2 separate regions of the Mus musculus genome follow, and region 2 is linked to region 1. A link is a contact called in public Hi-C data. All regions are on one chromosome and are shown on one strand. The core of a region is the stretch at or near the end of the contact, and the rest is flanking DNA. Distances in the headings are between cores, read along the strand shown. Region 1 holds the start of Slc16a10 (solute carrier family 16 (monocarboxylic acid transporters), member 10). Region 2 has its middle 14 kb from the start of Gm31992.

Region 1 (2,581 bases), core at 34-2,533:
ATAGACAGTGACTAAGACACCAAAAGAATTTGAGGGGTAATATATATCCAAGCTATTGTGCTATTTTAACTTAATCTCTAAAGCACCCACATTGCCCTGTATTCCCAGAACACTCCTCTGGACCCTCCCCTGTCTTTGGTTTCTTCTCTGTTTCTTTGGCTGGAAGGCTCTTTGCTTGTCCTTGTCCACAGAACCATGTGGCTAATCATAGCTCAGCTCAAACTTACTTTCTTACATACTATCCTTTTTTGGGGGGTGGGGTGGGGGTATGGGGGTAGTTGGTTTCAAGACAGGGTTTCTCTGTGTAGCTTTGACTGTCCAGGAACTCACTCTGTAGACCAGACTGGCCCAGAACTCAGAGATCTGCCTGCCTCTGCTTCCGGAGTACTGGGATACAAGGCTTGTGCTCCTACCTCCTAGCTGATGTCCCAGTGTTTAACCCTATTGCACCCCACTTTCTATTTCTGGACTGTTTTTACTTACTAGTTTAGGACAGAGAGAAGCAAGAATGTGATAATCACAGTTATTGTATAACCCACCACACTGGTGCTTAAGTAACTAGCATATTTTGATTTTGTTTGGAGTGAGTAATCTAAATATCTGAGAAATTAAGAAGATACATCAGAATAAGATGCTTCAGGGGGCAGAGGAATTGAATATAAGTGTTGGTTCTTTATTTAGTGTGAGGACAACTTGTGAAGTTTAAAAGTATTGCTTTCTAGCTGCCCGTCAAAAATGTTTGTTAGTTGAAAAATTTAGAATCACAGTCTGTCTTCCAAAATGAGCATCTTCATTGTGCCAAGTATTCAAAACAAACTGTATGTTCGCGGAATTGGAGTAATTAAACAAGGTCTCTGATTCCTGAATTGCCTTTTAAGTAGGTACGTGGCATAAGGAATCTTTTATATTATAACTAGCACAAAAGGGACAACAAATATGAAATTTAAACTGTCATTTGTGACTCTCTATTCCAGTGAGGGTAAGCATTACCTGATCGATTGATCACCTTCGCAGGCCACACGTAGGAGACGCTCCCCAAGAACTTCTAAGGTTAATGCTGAGAGGAGGTGACATTACTCCTGGAGGTAGCTAATTTGGCGGCACGCCTTCAAGCGCGCGCGCGCGGGCGGTCATTGGACACCCCTCACGGGGCGGAGCCTCCGCTTGCGGATGCCCAATCACCTGTGGGCTCAGGGTGTAAGGCCCTCTGGTGGCCACGCCCCTAGGCGGTGCGGGAGGGCGGAGGGGCGCTTTTAAGAGGCGGCTGGAGGCCGGCGTAATCAGGCGCGAGGGGCAGCCGGTGTGTCAAGTCCTCTGGCCGCCTTAGGCGGTGTCTGCGGTGTGCGCCTCTCGCCCGCCCGCCCGCCCGCCTGCCCGCGGCTCCAGTGTCCTCGCCTCGGCCTCCCTCCTCCGTCCGCGCGGCTGTCCCAGGCTCCGCGAGCCACCCCGGGACCTTGCGCCCGCAAGCTTTCTCGGTGCCCGACGGGGCCGCCTCGGGACATGGTGCCGTCCCAGGAGGAGCCCGCCGCCGAGCGGGAGACGAACGAGGCGCAGCCGCCCGGGCCCGCGCCCTCGGATGACGCTCCGCTGCCCGGCCCGGGACCCTCGGATGTCTCCGACGTGGCCGCAGAGAAAGTGGAGGTGGAGCTGACGAGGTCAGCGGGCAGTGAGCCCCCCGTTCCCCCCGAGGGCGGCTGGGGCTGGTTGGTGATGCTGGCGGCCATGTGGTGCAACGGGTCGGTGTTTGGCATCCAGAACGCCTACGGGGTGCTCTTCGTGTCCATGCTGGACACCTTCAAGGCCAAGGACGATGACAACATGGCCTTCAAGACAGGTGGGACGTTGCTGCGGGCCGAGGGGAGGAGGGCATGCGGGGTGGGAAATGGGAGCTTTTGGTGCGTCCTCTTGTGTTGGGAGGGTGTGAGCTTTGAGCCTGACCCGTCTCACTTGCAACCTGCAGCTTGGGGCTTCCCTCTGCCAGTTTTGTATGGAACCCAAAGGCAAGCAAGTTGCAGAGTTGTACCTGCCTGAGGCTTTGGACTCCTCCTTTCTGCACAGTGGGCGCCAAGAATCCACAGTACTTTCCTCTTAGTGGTGGGAAATAAACTGAACGTTCCAGCACCAACAACACTGCATTATCACTTTTACAGTCTGCTTTGTGACCGCCACGGTGGTGTGGTTATCTGCCTGCCATGCTGCAGAAGGAAAGGTGTGTTTGGGTAGATGCAGCGCAGGCCAGGACGGGAGATTGGCAAAATGGAAAAGTGGATCCCAAGGTCACAGGGAGTCCCAAAGGCAGCCCATTAAAAGTGGTAGTCGGTTGTCTCTCTGCACGCTCTACTATATTTAGACAGCATAGGAGGCAGCCACGTGGGATGGTAAGAGGAAGATAAGGGGTTGGACCTTCTGTTATGTTGACGTTTTTTTTGCCTTGTGGAAATAAAATGCAAAAGGTGCAGACTCCGCATTTTTGTCAAATGCTTTCTGACTGATTATGCAAAAGTCAAGTCTAGGACCGTCTGCATAACATTTCCCCCATTATTTCATCTCATGCTGCCGGGCAGGTGTTGTCAGCTCTGCT
Region 2 (2,581 bases), core at 62-2,561, 36 kb before region 1:
GCCAGGGACGAGGATACAGGTTTTCTTTTTCTTTTCTTTCTTTCTTTTTTTGAAACAGAGTCTTGCTATGTTGTGTGACTGATCTTGAACTCCTGGGCTCAAACAGCTCCATTTCAGCCTCCAGGGTGTTTGCAGCCACAGGGGTGTGTCCACTCACACTTTTCATTATATTTTTTCATTTTTATTTATTATTTATTTTCTACTATGTTGTATCCTGCTCTAATAAGTTATGTTTTCGAAAACAACTATGAGCTGGGCCTGGTAGTGCAGGTGTGTAATCCCAGCTACTTAAGGGAAACTGAAATTACAAGTTTGAAGGGTGCCTTTGGCTATGAGTTCAAGGACAGTGTGAGTAAGTTGGACACAAACTCACTCACAGAGATCTGTCTGCCTTTACCTCCCAAGAGCTGAGATTAAAGGTATGTACCACCACCACCCACTTACAAAAATGAACTTTGCTTTGTTTTTAAAATATTTTTGTGTGTTTAAGTTTTATACACTCAGATGTCTGTTCATCATATGTGTGCAGTGCTCATAGTGGCCAGAAAGAGGGCGACAGACTCTCTTGGAATTGGACTTAAATGAAGATGTTTTTTGAGCCGCCAATGCGAATGCCAGTGCTCTTATTGCTGAGCCATTTCCCTAGTCCCCAGAAAATGAACTCTTTGTTTGCTTGTTTGTTTGTTTGCTTGCTTGTTTATTTTTCGAGACAGGGTTTGCTCCACATAGTTCTGGCAGTCCCGGAACTCTCTGCAGACCACGCTGGCCTCGAACTCACAGAGATCCACCAGCTTCTGCTTCTGCCTCCTGAGTGTGGGGATTAAAGACACATGCCCGGCTTAGAAAACAAACTCTTAAAGCAATATATTACCTTCTTTACTGGATCACGGCAAGCAAACTGTCTAGAAGAAGGCTACCAGAAGCCAAGGTCTCTGTACTAGAAAAGAATTTGTGCCGCACTGGTTCACCTTCACCACAGTGTTTGTAATTCACGGGAGAATTGGTTGTTCTTGGGTAGCTATGGCTCCTTAAAGATTTTTTCCATCTCACCTATGTCCAATTTTTGACTCACCCATTCTTCTCAGTTCTTTTAGGTTGGCAACTCACAATCACACACACACACACACACACACACACACACACACACATCTTTTGGTAACTGTTTTGTTTTTTCACCTGCAGGTGTGTCCCTACCTGTGCCAAATGTCCTTAGTTGGCCTCTACCTCCCTCTCTGTAGTCTCTGTCAGTGGGTATAGCTAGGAGGCAGGAGCCTTGCTGAGTGTGGGTGAGCCCTGGATCCTATCCCCAAGCACTGAGTAAACAAACAGAAACTGCCTTGCTGGTATCTGCTGGCAAGCACCCAGGGACATCAAACAGTCTGAAGTGAACGTGAGGTTTCCCTGCCAAACCCACTGCTCTGCTCGCTTTGGACTCCCTGTCTCTGTTAATAGTGCTACCACCCACCTAGCAGTCCCACCCGGGATTGTGCTGTCCACCCTGACTCCTTCCCCACCCTCCGGCCCTCTCTCCCTCTGTCTGCTCTGCCAGCTCTCTCCTCCAGCCTTCTGCCAACTTCCCCTCACCCTTCAGCGTCCCAGCTTTTATCCTATCTATCAACATACAAAGTTTGATCGAACAGCTAGCTGCAGAAGAGCAGGAGCCATCTCTCCACTCCCAGTGAGATTGCATTCACATAGTGGCCACACTTCTTGTGTGGTAGGAAAGACTTTCCATAATCTGTTCCCAGCCTGTCTGTCTCCTTCTCCTTCTACTGCTCAATCACACTGGCCTTTTTCTTCTCTTTTTCTTTCTTTCTCTTTCTTTCTTTCTTTCTTTCTTTCTTTCTTTCTTTCTTTCTTTCTTTCTTCCTTCCTTCCTTCCTTCCTTCCTTCCTTTCTTTCTTTTTTTCTTTTTTTCTTTCTGCCTTAATTAGGGTTTCCATTGCTGTGAGCAGACACCATGACTAAGAACTCTTATAAAGGACAACATTTAATTGGGGCTGGCTTACAAGTTCTGTTCATCCATTATCATCAAGGTAGGGAGCAAGGCAGCATCCAGGCAGGCATGGTGCTGGAGTAGCTGAGGGTTCTACGTCTTCATCCAAAGGAAGCTAGGAGCAGACTGTTTTCAGGCAGCTAGGAGGGTCTCAGAGTCATACTTCCTCCAACAAGGCCACACCTAGTTCAATAAGGCCATACCTCCTAACAGTGCCACTCCCTGGGCCAAGTATATTTAAAATACCATCCTTTCTTTCTTCCCTTTCCCCTTCCCTTCCCTTTCTTTCTTTCCTTCTTTCTCTCCTCCTCTTCTGTTTTGAGATAGGGTCTCATCCTGTAGCCCCTGGCTTGCCTGGAACTTGCCATATAGGCTAGTCTCAAATTCATAGAGATCCACCTGCCTCTGGAATTATAGGTCTATGTCTACCACACCCAGAGTATAAATCTGCAGCTTCCTAATTCTCCTTAAAAAAAGAAATGCTCTTTAAAGCTCCCTGCTGCCGGGCGTGGTGGCACACACCTTTAATCCCAGCACTCGGGAGGATTTCTGAGTTGGAGGCCAGCCTGGCCTACAAAGTGAGTT

The links. A called contact is a pair of places that touch in the nucleus more often than the background predicts.
Region 2: a Hi-C map of liver shows a contact between it and region 1, with 2.6 times the contacts expected there. The contact joins the enhancer-like site here to the promoter of Slc16a10 in region 1. A contact is called at or near these places in 4 of 39 promoter capture datasets (embryonic stem cells, fetal liver, macrophages and 1 more), 3 of 15 datasets of contacts at CTCF or cohesin (CD8 T cells, the G1E-ER4 cell line and the NIH/3T3 cell line), 38 of 484 Hi-C or Micro-C datasets (CD4 T cells, CD4 single positive thymocytes, CD8 T cells and 22 more), 12 of 115 datasets of contacts at active chromatin or transcription factors (the 230-238 cell line, CD8 T cells, the HPC-7 cell line and 9 more) and 3 of 9 other capture datasets (adipose tissue, liver and pancreatic islet).

What each region holds. Positions count from the first base shown.
Region 1 is chr10:40,140,956-40,143,536 of GRCm38.p6, reverse strand. Slc16a10 (solute carrier family 16 (monocarboxylic acid transporters), member 10) reads left to right here and starts at 1,283. Exons shown (of 6, transcript NM_001114332.1): 1 at 1,283-1,834. The coding sequence starts at 1,501.
Region 2 is chr10:40,176,566-40,179,146 of GRCm38.p6, reverse strand. No RefSeq gene overlaps it. Among named protein-coding and RNA genes, the nearest start is that of Gm31992, 14 kb to the right of the region's middle. Within about 2 kb of position 1,311, at least 38 of the 459 cell types and tissues checked have an H3K27ac peak or open chromatin away from gene starts, as enhancers often do. A contact at or near this core is called in the G1E-ER4 cell line, the SCID.adh cell line, intestinal crypt epithelium and 4 more, where this site is marked.